2 separate regions of the Ovis aries genome follow, and region 2 is linked to region 1. Evidence: chromatin contacts called from public Hi-C data. All regions are on one chromosome and are shown on one strand. Each heading gives the region's core, a stretch centred on a gene start, on an enhancer-like site or on the middle of the called end of the contact. The rest is flanking DNA. Distances are from core to core; before and after follow the strand shown. Region 1 overlaps LOC114114038 (a long non-coding RNA gene). Region 2 holds the start of SINHCAF (SIN3-HDAC complex associated factor).

Evidence for each region. Hi-C and Micro-C count contacts between places; a contact is called where the count stands out from the background.
Region 2: a Hi-C map of tail adipose tissue shows a contact between it and region 1, with 1.7 times the contacts expected there. The contact joins the promoter of SINHCAF here to the enhancer-like site in region 1. A contact is called at or near these places in 4 of 16 Hi-C or Micro-C datasets (blood, liver, muscle and 1 more).

What each region holds. Positions count from the first base shown.
Region 1 is chr3:184,133,392-184,140,657 of ARS-UI_Ramb_v3.0, reverse strand. It overlaps LOC114114038 (a long non-coding RNA gene), which reads left to right. Exons shown (of 2, transcript XR_003588883.3): 2 at 2,170-7,266. Among named protein-coding and RNA genes, the nearest start is that of SINHCAF, 44 kb to the left of the region's middle. Within about 2 kb of position 2,672, at least 41 of the 54 cell types and tissues checked have an H3K27ac peak or open chromatin away from gene starts, as enhancers often do. A contact at or near this core is called in liver, muscle and tail adipose tissue, where this site is marked.
Region 2 is chr3:184,179,204-184,185,978 of ARS-UI_Ramb_v3.0, reverse strand. SINHCAF (SIN3-HDAC complex associated factor) reads right to left here and starts at 5,372. Exons shown (of 6, transcript XM_060413238.1): 1 at 5,204-5,372.

The sequences.
Region 1 (7,266 bases), core at 1,423-3,922:
GAGAACAGTAAGCACCCAAATGCTGATCAATGATCCATCGTGGGAGTGGATAATATGCCCACTAGAGTTTCCAGGATACCTTAAGCAGCAACAGTGCTTCAAAAGACAGTACAAGAAGAGAGGCCAGTGAACAACAGAAAGTCCCAAATATGCTGCCAGGAAGGAAAACCAGGAGTCATAGGAACCAGAGAGAACACAGGGCAGTTTAAGTGTCAAGCAAGGACTGCAGAGCCTGGAGAGCTGAAGCCTGGGCCAAGTGGGGAGAGAGGTGAAAAGGAATGTTCTCCAAAAATGCAAATTGATTTAATATTTTAGAAGTTAAAGCTGCCATTTCAAAATCCTATTTTAAAAGACAAACAGAATAGATAAACATTTAGGCATCAGTTCCCTAAAAGATCACCAAGGAGGCTTAAAAAAAAACAAAAACCAGTTCCAGGGGATGTCCCAACCCTATAAAATTAGTCTCTCAAAAACGAGGCAGGGGCAACTGTAATTTTTTTTCTAAAAGTAGCGAAGTGATTTTGAAGTGTGACAAGATTTTGAAATCACTCATTTAAACCTCTAAGAACTGCTGGTTCATATTTGGCCTAAGCTCTTTCAGAATTAAAGTGACAGAAAAATTCGTAGATTGCTGAACTGTGAGAAGCTGATTGTTAAATTTAAGACTTTAATAGGAAATTTAAAGCAATCAAGAAAATAAACTCCCCCACAAAGCTAATTAAAAAAAAAACAACCCCATCAACTATAAAACACATCTTGTATGTTTATTATCAAGAAAAATGCTAATGATGGCAATTAAGACTACAAATTTAGTTGCGAGTAAATGAGAGCTAGTTTAGTAAATAAAACTGCCTGTAAACATTTGTAAAATAGTTCTCCTCCTCCGTATGGTTTGAAAAAGAACCTGATGGACCTCTAAAGAGCTGGGGCTGGTTCCTGGCTCTAGCAGGGTGGGAAGTCCTCACTGTTTAATAAACCAAGAAAAGCTCCCCGGCTCCTGGTTGCCTCTTCTCTGGGAAAACCACAAGCTCCCTTCTCAGCACTCTGAGAGCAGCCTGGGCTGCATGGCTCCCTCCACTTCCTTACCGCTTTCCTTTGTCCCTGGAGATTTAACTGTGAGCCTCCAAAGTGCTTTAAAAGCCCCTTCCAGGTCCTTCGGGGACCACTGTCCTCATAAGTTCCACAACCAAAGAGCAGCCTTTCACATACAAAGTCTCTAGACCCCACCTTGGGCCCCTCCAGACTGGCAACAGACCCCCAAGGACTTACCTCTCATCTTCTGGAAACGTTTCACAGTTCACCACTCACCCCTCCCCTTTCTCCAGGACTTTAACTTAAAATAGTTTCCCCACTTCTACCTTCTCTTGCTGTCCTTAAAGACACATATATTGGTTTTTCATTAGTTTTAAAATATTAACTCATCAGGAAATGAAAGTAGCAGAGGGAAAGGCATAAATCAGAGCTCCCCTCCCTGGCCCAGGGGGAGCCTCTCTAGGAAGGCTCAGATGTTTACATCTTCAGGTCAAATTGCTCCAAACAATGGTTGCCCTTAGGTTTCCCCTCTCGGGGCAGAAGGTGCCTAATTTCACTGGTCGTCTACCGCACACCAGCTCGCTGGGAAGCTGACTCATTCTTGCACGGCTGGAGGGATTCTGAATCTAGAGCCTTAAATGTGTGCATACCCTTCACAGTAATCCCACATCGAGGAAAATATCCTAAGGAAATAATCAAGAGATGCAGCCAAGGATTTATGAACAAAGAATATTCAGGGCAAAGCCATAACTGAGAAAAATTGGAAAAGACAGACGTACGTGCCTCCCAGGTGGGGCTTGGCTCCACAAACCCTCCAGCACCTCGATGGTGGATGGGGCGCGCCCAGCCACGTGGTCATTCAGATGGCAAACGTTTACTAGGTACTCTGCATTAGGCACTTGGCTGGGTAAATAAAACAGGTTAGGTTCCCCCCCTCCCCGCCCGAAGATGCACTCGACTAAAATTCATGAGCTAAAACAATTCTAAAATTATTTACACTGTGTTTTTTGGGGGGAAGCCGATTACATACTGTATCACCCCCGACTCTTTCAACCCCTGCCATAAGCAGTTACCAAATCCGAGTATTTTTTCCTTCAGTGGCTTTCCCTAACCGACCTCTTCATTCCTTTTCAAAAGCAGATCCTAAGGCTCTGAGGTAACCTGATAACAGCGGAAAGAACACCCACATGGAAGTCTTCCGATTGGTTTCTAATTTCAGGAAGTTGCCGACTTTGGGCAAATCACGTCACCTCTGGGACTGTTTCTTTCTTTTTAAACTTGTATTTTGTATTGGGGTATAACCTGGTTAACAAAGTGCTGTGATAGTTTCAGGTGAACAGCGAAGGAATTCAGCCTGACATATACATGTATCCATTCTCCCCTCCGGGATTGTTTCTAATCAAAATAAAAGGCTGGCCTTCATCTTTCTCGGAGTCCAGTAATTTTTTACTCTGACAGAACCATCCGTAGATGAGGAAGTCTCAGCCCTTGGCTAAAAGGAGGGGGAGGCAGGGAACCCCTCGAAGATCTGCGCACTTCTGTCTAGGGAGTTCCAGAACACCGACGAGGTAAGGGGCCGCCTCCGTGGAAGCGGGGCGAAAGTCTAGAAGTGGGCGGGCCTGTGTCGGGGGAGGCCGGGAGGTTGCGCAGGCCCCGCCCAGGCCCCGCCCAGGCCAGCGCTGTGCGCGCCGCTCTCCTGCCTCAGAGCCGACTCCAGGCCCACGAGGTGGGTAAGCAGGCAACGTCCTTCCTTCCAGTTGTTATTTAATATTAATAAAGAACAGCTCATAACTATTGGGTGCTTCCAGGTGCAAAACAGTGTGTCGGTGGTTTAGTTACCTCACAACCAAAGTACGAGGTTCATTCTGCTAATTCCCATTCTTAGGGCAAAACGGAGGCTTAGGAAGTTTACAAGATTGATAGAAGTTACGCGGGTAGTCGTAGGGTCCAGGGCTCTTCACTTGCATACTGCCCAGTCTGCCTCTTTTCCCGAGAGGGCAGTAAGACAGTCTTCGTTTTACCCCTCTTTACTGCTTGAGAAGACTGGAACTCGGGTCATTACGTTGGTGAGAATTTGTTGACTACCAACCGGGAGACTGGGTGGCCGAAGTTTAGGAAGTTTACGGCTCATCTTGGAATCTGTTGAAGCCCCCTGCTTTCACTAAGAACCCCCTTCCTCCCGGCCCCTCGTCCCCCACAGCCTTTCCCTGTCCGGTTAGGGTGAAGGGTCAGCTCTGAAAGGACAGTCAGGAAGGAATAATCCTCATCTCTTCCAAAGGAGAAAGAAATTTGCCCCCACAGCCTTTCCCTGTCCGGTTAGGGTGAAGGGTCAGCTCTGAAAGGACAGTCAGGAAGGAATAATCCTCATCTCTTCCAAAGGAGAAAGAAATTTGCAACCCAGAGGAGCTCTGCTCTCGCTCAGTTTGTGCTCTGACCCTTAAGATCTGCTCTGAGAAATTTCCTGTGACGTGTTACGGTTTGTTGCTACTAAGCAGTATGGAGTTTTGACATTAAGGTCTACATAATTCAGGAATCTAGATTCTATGAGCTCCTTGAAATTGTACTGAAAAGTAGCTTATGCATAGGTGTTTTTTTTCTAGGGGGAGTATTTATAGCTCTCCTTGGATTCTCAGAGGGGCTTACAGCTGCCCAAAGGTTAAGAACTCCAAGTGACATGTGGGTGCTGCTAAAGGGGAACAGTGATGCAAATCCTGCAGGAGTGGACAGAGAGAAAGGAGCATGGAGGAGAGGGGTATTCAGGTAAGACTTCCCAGAGGCAGGATTCTGGTATTGGGGATGGGGGAGCTGACATTTCTTGCACTCTTACTGTGTGCCAGGCATTGTTCTAGACCAAAATTTACAAGGATTAGTTCATTCATATAACAACCTTATGAGGTAAATAAGATTATTGTTCTGGCTTTGTAGATTAATTCATTTAATAAATATTTATTGAGCGCTGTGTGTCAGGCACTGTTCCCAGAGCTACGGCAATTAACAAAACAGTCAAAAATGCTTCCTTTGTGGAGCTTGCATTCCTGTGGGGAGACAGATGAGGAAACCAGTTTCCCAGAGAGTTAAGTGATAAACAAGGGTCTTCAGCTAGTAAGCAGCAGAGATTTGAACTGAGGCAGTATGGCACCAGAAGCTGTACCACTTTATTTATTTTAAAGGAATGGTTAATAATTTCAAACAATTGAAAGCTTAAAATTTCTGTGCAACAGAAAATCCCCAAACCTAAAAGGAAAGTGAGAAAATTCTGACATCATATAGAGCAAAGAATAGCTCCAAAATGTTTTTAAACTATAAGTCAAAGCCGCACATTAAAAATGAACGGGAAAAGGTTACTAAAATAACTCAGAAGAGGAAATACACAATCAATAATGTTGAACACTGGCTTCCTGAATTATCATCAAAACTTTCTGTTTATTGCTTGCACAGTAAGGAAGAGCTTTACCTTGGCAGAGTCTTAGTAACCTGTCAGAGGGCAAAGGGTTGAGACTGGATATTTACTGAAGTTTTGGAGATTGGTCTAAGGCAGAACTTTCCATGGGGAAAGGGGCTTGGTTAAGTTTGGGTAGGATCATGATACAGTAATTTGGGATTAATGGACAGTCCTGCAAGGGTTTTAAGGAAAGAAGATTAAAGAGTCACTACAGCATGCAAAGAGTCGGACACGACTGAGCGACTGAACTGACTGACACATGCCAGAGACATTGCTTTGTCAACAAAGATCTCTCTAGTCAAGGCTATGGTTTTCCAGTAGTCATGTATGGATGTGAGAGTTGGACTACAAAGAAAGCTGAGCGCCGAAGAATTGATGCTTTTGAACTGTGGTGTTGGAGAAGACTCTTGAGAGTCCCTTGGATTGCAAGGAGATCCAACCAGTCCATCCTAAAGGAGATCAGTCCTGGATGTTGATTGGAAGAACTAATGTTGAAGCTGAAACTCCAAAAGTTTGGGCACATGATGCGAAGAGCTGACTCATTTGAAAAGACCCTGATGCTGGGAAAGATTGAGGGCACGAGGAGAAGCAGACGACAGAGGATGAGATGATTGGATGGCATCACTGACTCAATGGACATGGGTTTGGGTGGACTCCGGGAGCTGGTGACGGACAGGGAGGCCTGGCGTGCTGTGGTTCATGGGTTTGCAAAGAGTCAGACACGACTGAGCAACTGAACTGAAATGACAACATGCCAAGTAGAAACTTAGAAGCAAAAATGCAGGTTGTCTTTTTTGAAAGAATGTATAACTGTGACTGCAATTGTATGCCTGCAATTCTTTATGCTAGTGCTTGTTGGGTTTGTCTAGATTTACCTGACCTCTTCTAGCCTTTGGCATCAATGCCTTCAGTGCTTGTGGATAAACAAGTGATGAAACTAAGAAGCTTATAGAATGAGGTAGAAGGGAATGATTGATAAATCAAGTTATTGGGTTTTTCCTTTGCTTAAAATCACATTTTAATTATATGTGTATTCTCAACTTTTCAGTTATATATTTTTAAGAAAACCTTGAGGTGTCATTGACATTCAACAAGTTTCATATACTTGAAGTATGCAATTTTGACATGAGTATGTATTCATGAAACTTATCACTGCAATTAAGATTATGAATATATCTGTTACCTCCAAAGTCTCCTTGGGCTTCTGTCAACCCCTCCCTCCAGGCCCCTCTCCAAGCAGCAACTGATTGTCTTTTGTCCTACAGGTTATTTGCATGGCTCTTTTTTTTAAAATTGTTTGCATCTGTGTTGTTGCATGTATTAATAGTTTACTGCTTTTTATTTCTGAGTAGTATTTCATTGTATGGATATACCACAAATTATTTATCCACTCATTTGTTGATTATATGGTTGATTCCAGTTTAGGGCTATTACAAATGAAACTGTGATTAACATTCATGTGCAAGTGTTTTTGTAGACATATGATTTTATTTCTTCAGTAATTAATTACTTCTTAATAGAATGGCTGGATCATACTATTGGTATATGTCAAAGTTTTTAAGAAACTGTCAAACTGTTTTCCAATGTAGTTGCACTATTTTACATTGCTGTCAGCAGTCTATGAAAATTCCAGTTATTTTACTTCCTTTTCCATTATTTGGTCTGGCCAGTCCTTTTGATTTTAGCCATCCTCAGAGGCGTGCAATGGTATCTTATTTTAATTTGCATTTCTGAGATAATTAATGATGCTGAGCATCTTTTTGTGTGCTTTTTGCCATCAATATGTCAGGAGGGCTTCCTGGTGGGTCAGATGGTAAAGAATCTGTCTGCAATTCTGGAGACTGGGGTTCAATCCCTGGGTTGGGAAGATCCCCTGGAGAAGGGAGTGGCAACCCACTCCAGTATTCTTGCCTGGAGAATTCTATGGACAGAGGAGCCTGGTGGGCTGTAGTCCATGGGGTTGCAAAGAGTTGGACACGACTGAACAATTAACACAAACAAAAAATATCTTCTTTGGTGAAGTATTCTTTCAAATCAGTTGTCACTTTTTGTTGTTGTTGGACTCTATTGCATTTTGGGAGTTCTTATGTATGTTGGATACAAGTCCTTTATCATATATGTGATTTGCTAATGTTCTCCTAACCTGTGGGTTATTTTTGCATTCTTCTAAAAGTATCTTCCAAAAAGTGTACATTTGGGCAGAGACTACTTAGTCTGGGGCCTGTCAGATTTGTTCTCTTCTCCTTTCAGATCAAAGGCCTTTGCCACAAATATGCTCCTTGGTTAGCCCAAGAAACATACAGGGTTTCTTTCCTTGTATTTATTGGAGCTGGAGGTACTGTAGCAGCACTGTATGCCTTGTATCTGGCATTGTTCAATCAGTTGGAACAGAAAGAATAAGCCAGAAGAAACTGAATCCTAGTGATCAATGTAAGTTCTATTCGGTGAATGTGGATTACAGTAAGCTGAAGAAAGAAGGTCCAGACTTCTAAATGAAATGTTTGACTATAAAGCTGCTTAGAATGAAGGTCTCCCAGAAGCCATTTGTAAAATTTTCTATTTAACCAGGAAATATTTCCCCTTTAAATGTATGAAATCATGATTGTGTATTGTGTTGAGGGTTTACCTTGATTAATACATGTCTGAAACTTGAACAAAAAGCATACAGACATTCTTAATTTTTGTTTAGTCAAATTTATCAGTTTTAAGGACTGTATTTATTTGTCATATCAGAAATCTTTGCCTAACCCAAGGTCATTTACTCTATATTCTATCAATTTTTTAATTTTAAA
Region 2 (6,775 bases), core at 4,123-6,622, 43 kb before region 1:
CCATTCCCATTGTCTGTCTGTCCCTCATTATGGTGTTTGAACTTCTGTCAGAGCCTCATAACTGACTTATAAGGCTGCACCCCTCAAATAGGTGGTATCATCCTAAAAGGTTCAAATATTAATATTCCTTCCAAGGTACCAACACTTGGCTATCAGGATAATATCCAAACTCCTTGGCAAGAAATTCAAAGCTTCTCAGGATCTAGTCCTGTCTACCAGCTACTCCCAACATAGAATTCTGATATTCCAGGAGTGTCAAATCAACCTTATAACCAGCCACATCAATGCTTAAGGCTGCTATTTCTGTCCAAATGGTTTCTCCTTCATCCTCTTAACCTAAGAAATTACTTGAGAATTTCATCTTTTTATAAAACCTTTCCATTCCTAACAAACACACTGGATTTCACATACTTGTTTAAGCTATTGTTCCCTCTGTGCTTGTCACTCAGTGGTGTCTGACTCTGCAACCCCATGGACTATTATAGCCCACCAGGCTCCTCCGTCCATGGAGATTCTCCAGGCAAGAATACTGGAGTGGACTGCCATGCCTTCCTCCAGGGGATTGCTCCCTCTACTCAGTGATAAACTGTTACAGGACAGAAACTATTAATAAGTCTTATATTACAACAAGGTGCTAACTGTACATCGTATACAGAACTGGGTGGAACTTGCTAAGAAGTGTGGGGTAGACAGAATGGAGTCGAACAGTGTTTTTAAGGGCATGAAGTAGGAATGGTATCCACAATAAAGACGTGCATTAAAAAAAAAAAAAACTGATGTTTTAAACAATGTCATTTTTCTTTAACATTTAGCTTCTAGACTTTTGCACCCCCACACACAAAAAAAGTGGGCTTTAAAGATTTCCAAGAAATGTAAACCAAATGAATGACTTTAATTAGAAAAGACTAATAGCAAACAAGTCAACATTTTCGTAACAATTGGTAGAAAAAATATTTCCCGATTTCAAGCAGGCATGTGTAGAGGAAAGGAGGATTAAGAGAACAATGTGTGTAGAAATGGATCTCAAAAAGAGAGCTATTTAAACTCAGCATACATTAACATCAACCAAATTAAAATAACATTAAGCCAAATCAAACTTATAGTAGGTGGTAACAACTAAATATGAAGCTAAAAAAATTATTTTAGTTAAACTGCAACTTTTGTACTTGAATATGTAATAGCAAATGTGTCTGTGACTTCTATATTTCTAGTACAAAAAGAAAACTCTCCCTTGAAAATAAACTCCCTTCTTTTGGATTAGCTGCATTTCCATAATACAGAAAACCACTCAGTTGCAAATTCAATTAAAAGGGAAACTGAAAAAGAGAAACTGGAGAACCAAAAGATAACAAAATATTTTCAGTTTATAACAGGACACTCTTGTAGACAAATCAGAAAGAAGATGGTATTTTCTAGATTTCCACTGGAATTTCTGATGTTACCTGGTTGAATCAGAATTAGATCGGCAACCAGGAGTTTAAGGCAGTGTCTTCCCAGAAACAGTTTCTGAAGGTGGGGAATGGGGCCAAAAACAATTATTCTTTCCACTTCTCATTTACTAAATTATGTATTCCAGCAAGGAAACTGATCCAAATCTGCTTTGTCTTCTGCAAAATATCTACTTTCCAAAGTTGTGAGGACAACAGGTATTACCAAGCACATGATTTACTTATTTACACCCCCGAGAACCAGGTATGATTATTGCTATTTTGCAAATGACAAAATTTGACTACAAAGTGACTTGCTTAAGATGATCATGTCTTTGGAAACCAAGCGTCTTTGGATCACATCTTTTCAACCCCATAGACTTCTGAACACTAACCTAGTGTCTCAACAAATATTCTTCCCTCCTTCCTAGCCAATTATATGCCTAGCACTGCTTAGGGAAAAAAAAAGAAAATGTAATACTTTTAAAGCAACCAGTAAGTGCCTAGCACGGTAAATTAATTTGTCCTTGCAACAGCTTATGACGTTGGTCTACATTTCAAATTAGCTTTAAGTTTTTCCCAGTGAGAAACTTATTTTACATGGAAAATCATTCTCAAAGTGCTTTTGTGACATAAATCTGCCTGACTGTGAGCTTATGAGCCAGGTTTTCCCAAGGTCTGCCTGCCAACTCTGGAGAAAAAACTGATCATTCAGGTTCCAGATATACAGAATAGTACTGTGCAATAGCAGTCTTGAGGCCCACCCAAGATTCTAGAATATACTATGTATTGAACTTTTTATCTCCAATCTCTTGCAAAAGTAATGCAAAACGAGAAGGCAGCAGAGACCTTGTCTGTGTCTTTCCCACTCTCAACTCATTTACCTTGATAAACCAAATCTCTGCTGCACATATCATGATATTTAAAACAAAAGCCTTAAACTCTAGATACATTTGAAATTTCTCAGAACATTGAAATCTAGCTGTAACTCGGCTATGAAATACTAATTAAGAAAACAAATTAAAGAATCTCAGTGTATTGGCAAAGGTCCTCATATGCGTTTTATTAATAAATACCTGACCCAGAGAAATAACTCCCCAAAGGAAAGCCATAAGGTTATTAAATCTGAAGTTTCTCATTCTCTTGACAAGATCTTTCTATCCATTTCAGAAATGTACTAATATTGGCAGCATGTAGGTATTTGTCATTCGGTCAACCAAAACTTGGGGGAAAAGAGTGTATTGAATAGCAAAACAATGAAAGCACAAAACTGGTTTCAATTTGTATGGATATTCTGGTATGTGTGGGCGTGGCCCTCAAAGGATATTTTTATTTTTCAGTAAAGGCCACTTTTGGATTCTAACCCTTAAACATGATCAAAATACAGGAGAAATAAGGAAAGAAACAACAGACACGGTGCTGCTTATCGGATGTCTAGACTGCAAGCAAACCCCAAATACCAAAGAAGCATCCATGTGTCAAACCAGCATAATTTCTGAGCTATGCCTGGGGCCACATACCAAAAAAAAAAAAAAAAGTTAGCTTGAAAAGAAAATCTAAGAGGGGTAACCAGCAGGTCAATCCCAGTCAGAGGAACTAGGAAGAGCTAGCAGAGACAGCTAGCCGTTACCTTGTATCATCCCCCTGGGCAGCTTCCTCCCCAGCCCCCACAGAAAATCTAGAAAGGCCTAACTCCTATGTGCTAGCTTCTTCAAGGTCGTACAAAGATAACGCAGAAACACTGAGCTGAACACACCTTTAGGCCAAAAGATTCCCCCTTGCCCAAACCATTACGTAAATACTTTAAATGCCATAGCCCACCAGAAACAGTCCCAGAAGTTTATTTAAATTGAGCAACTAATAAACGTGTTCGGCTTTGTAACATAAATTATGAAAACGCTCAAGAGTGACAAACTCCAGTTTAAAAACAGGTGCTTTGAGTACTTTTAATGACAAGGTCAAATTCATTTTTTAAAAAAATTATTAGGAGAAAAGCGGGGGGGGAGGGGGACCTTTTCTTAACCTTCCTTAGGATAATATGAGTGAGGAGTGTGGGGAAGGACGGATGGGGAGAACTGTCTAGCATTTCATGTCTGGCTGTGACACAGTAATTCTTGGTCTTCCGGGTGCCTGGAGTAATCGAAGATTAGAGCGAGAAAATAAAAACAAAGAAATCTAGTAGGGGTCAGAGTTACCAGAACAAACTCTGCACCGCGCGACCACCTCAAATAGCACCACCCCAACCAAAACAGCCCTGGCCACAGCCGGCCCCCCTCCCGCACGTAAACACACAAAGACCGGAGCTGCACGCACGGTTCGCCCACAGTCCTCGCTTCCCTTTGTAGGACAACGGGAGCCCCGAAGTTCCCTGCGGTTGCTTTTTGGGTGTCGTCGGGGCTGGGTCCCCTGAACGTGGGGGCCGCGGCTCGGCTGGGGGGAAGGGGTGCTCGCCAGTTTCCCCGAAAGCAGCAAAATGCCTCCCCGTCCCACCCCAGTCCTCCGCGGTGGCCCCAGGCTGCGCTTCCCCCCGGGCACGCGGCGACGGCCGAGAGAGAAACACCCAGGCAGCAAACAGAACAGCTCCCCGGCGGACCCGTGGGTAAATACAGCAGCTGGGGTCGGGAGGAAAGTTCCAGTGGAGAGCTGCCCGCAGGGGAGGGGGTGGCGGCGGGAGGGAAGCGCCTCCCTCTCCGCCGCCTCCCTCACCTGCGCCGGAACAACGGGCCCCGCGCCCGCCCACCCGGCCGGCCCGGCGCCTCCCGCAGGCCGCGCCTCCCGCACGCCGTGCTGCCGGGGCTTGTTCCTCCTCATGGCTTTGCCCTGACGTAATTCAAACATGGCAACAGTTCGACTTCAAAGGCGGATCCACAGACCTCCCAGACGCAGGCTCCGGCCCCGGCGAGCGGGCCGAGCCCTCGCGGCCGCTCTCTCCCGGGCCCTCGGCCGTCGCGGCACCCAGCGCCCCGGCTCCAGCGCCAAGCCCCGACTGCTGCCCCTCGGCCGCCCGCCGCGAGGAAGCACGCCGCCTCCCCGCCGCGCTCCGGCACCGCACCACGCACAAGTAGCGTCGCCAAAGTTTCCCCGCGAGGGGCCGAGGGACAAAAGCCCCTCCCGAAACTCGCCCGAACTTAGGAGGGCCCGGCCTGCAAGGCGGCCGCCTCCAGGGTCGGCCGGGCCCGCACCGGCACATGCAGCTCTTTGTTTTCTGTCCAGCCGGGCGCTGCCTACGTGCAGCATCAGGGGCGTGGGATTGTTTCCCAGGGGGAGACACTTGACGATCGCCCAGGGGAAGGGTCCGGACCCTGCGCCCCGGGAGTCCGGGGACGGTCCCGCCGTCCTCCCCAAGAAGTAGGCCCATTTAATCAAAGTTTTGCAATGTCCTTGATGAGAAACGCCCGGATCCCCCGCCCCGCACCGGCCGAGAGTTGGCGACTTTCACTCTGCTTTTTAAACTGGCAAGACGCCATCATCAAGCAAGTCACATTGTCCGGCCGGCCAGCCCCGACAGCGCTCGCATCTCCCGGCTAACCGCGAGCCAGACACTCAGTCGGACCCCGGACCAAACCCGGGTCGCAGCCCCAGCACGTGGTCTGTCACGCTCCCCACAAAAAGCAGTGCCCTCCGGAGTTCCCGCACTCCTCAGGCGCAGACAACGCCGCTGCCTCCATCCCGGAGTCAACTCGGCTCCGACTGGCCATCTTAAGCCGCGCGCACCGTCGCCCTAGAGAGCTCCGCGGCGCCCACTTTATACGCTACAGGTGAATAAATTTGCGAACCAAACTTGAGGCTCCACCGACACCCCGGACGCCCGCGCTGTCTGGGCGCGGCCCGGGGAGAGGCGTTTGAGAGCCGGGGCCGCTTCCGAGCGGCCGCGTGTTGCTCATTGTCGCATCCGCATCCCTCCGGAGTTGGGCGGACAACGCCACCCGCGTGCACTATGGCCACGCCGGCACCGACCCGAAAGGCCGATTTAAACCCCCTCCGCCCTCCAGCTCGCAAGTAGGCGGCAACTTAGTTTCCGAGCGACGGGCGTTCATTGTCCACCCTCATGACAACACGCGCGAGGGGCCGCAAGAAACTAAACCACGAGGGCCAACAACGGCGCCCGGCCACTCCCGGGCGCGCGCCCACGCGGCTGCACAGACCCGGGGCCCCTCTGCAAACACCAGCAAGTCCTTTTCTCTGGGGCCTTTAAGCCACCGGGCTCCCTTTCGCCAGCGAACACTGCGGCTGCGAAAAGTCATTGTCACCTTCAACGTGGATCCCTCAACTCCGGCGACTCCTCACCCCTTTCCTGACTCTGTTCACTTCCCCCACCCCAAGACTTTCGCTTTTCCTCAAATAACCTCCCTAATTCAAAAGGGCACACTAAACATGCAGATACAAAAGAATCTGGGGTCTGAAGATCACGAAAACAGCGCTCCCCGAAATGCCATCTCCAAGACAAAACTTCCTGTGTGTATAAATGTGTGCGTGTGTCTGTAGAAGGACTGGGGGAGGTAGTGAGGTGAGGTGAAAAGAGAAAAGAAACCACTCTGAAATCAAAGCCTCGTGAGACAGTTTTGCACCACAGTAATGGTTCGAGTTACTCACCTTCCAAAAGCAGCCGTTCCACGCGCAATAACGTTCCCGAGGGGCGAAGTGCACGCCAAGTCAACCCCCCCTCCAAATCGCTCCCTCCTCCTCAACTGCCTTGTCTAGAAAGATTGTCTCCTGCAGTTCTGCAGTTGCTACCGCTGGCGGGGAAGGTGTAGATTCCGCTTTCCCTCTGCGCACGCGCGACTCCCGGTACAAAATTCTCCTGAATCGAACTTATTTGCATACGGGCGCGCGCGCGTCGAGGGCTGGGAGGGGAAAAGGCCCGGCGGCCGAGCGCGCTCCCGAGGCCTCTATTGTCCTTTTAAGGGGAGAAGTGCCGTGGCGCGGGAAACGCGGCGGCCAGAGGGAAACGGGGGCGGGGGCTGCTTACTATGGCTGACGTCACGTAAACAAACGCCCTCTGCCTTGAGGCAGCGGCCAAGTGGGAGTGGCGGGATGGGAAAGGCGGAGAGGTTAGCAACCCAGGGAGAATACTAGACTGCGTGAAGTGGTTTCCACTCCGAAGCTCTTCAGGCACACCGTTTCGCTTTGGAAAATAGTTTTGAAAGCTGTTTTTGCAAAATTCTCATACCTGTGCCCGGTTTCTGGCCTGAGCGATAGGGGAGGTGGTCTTGCAAGCATCCAGACTGAATTTATATGTTTCCCACATTTGCTAAATTTTGTTTGAAAACAGGTTTTTGAATCTTTTTCCTGTTTTAATCTTCTGGAGCCAGTAGAGGTTCGTCTTTCTTGCAGTTTTAATGAGTCAT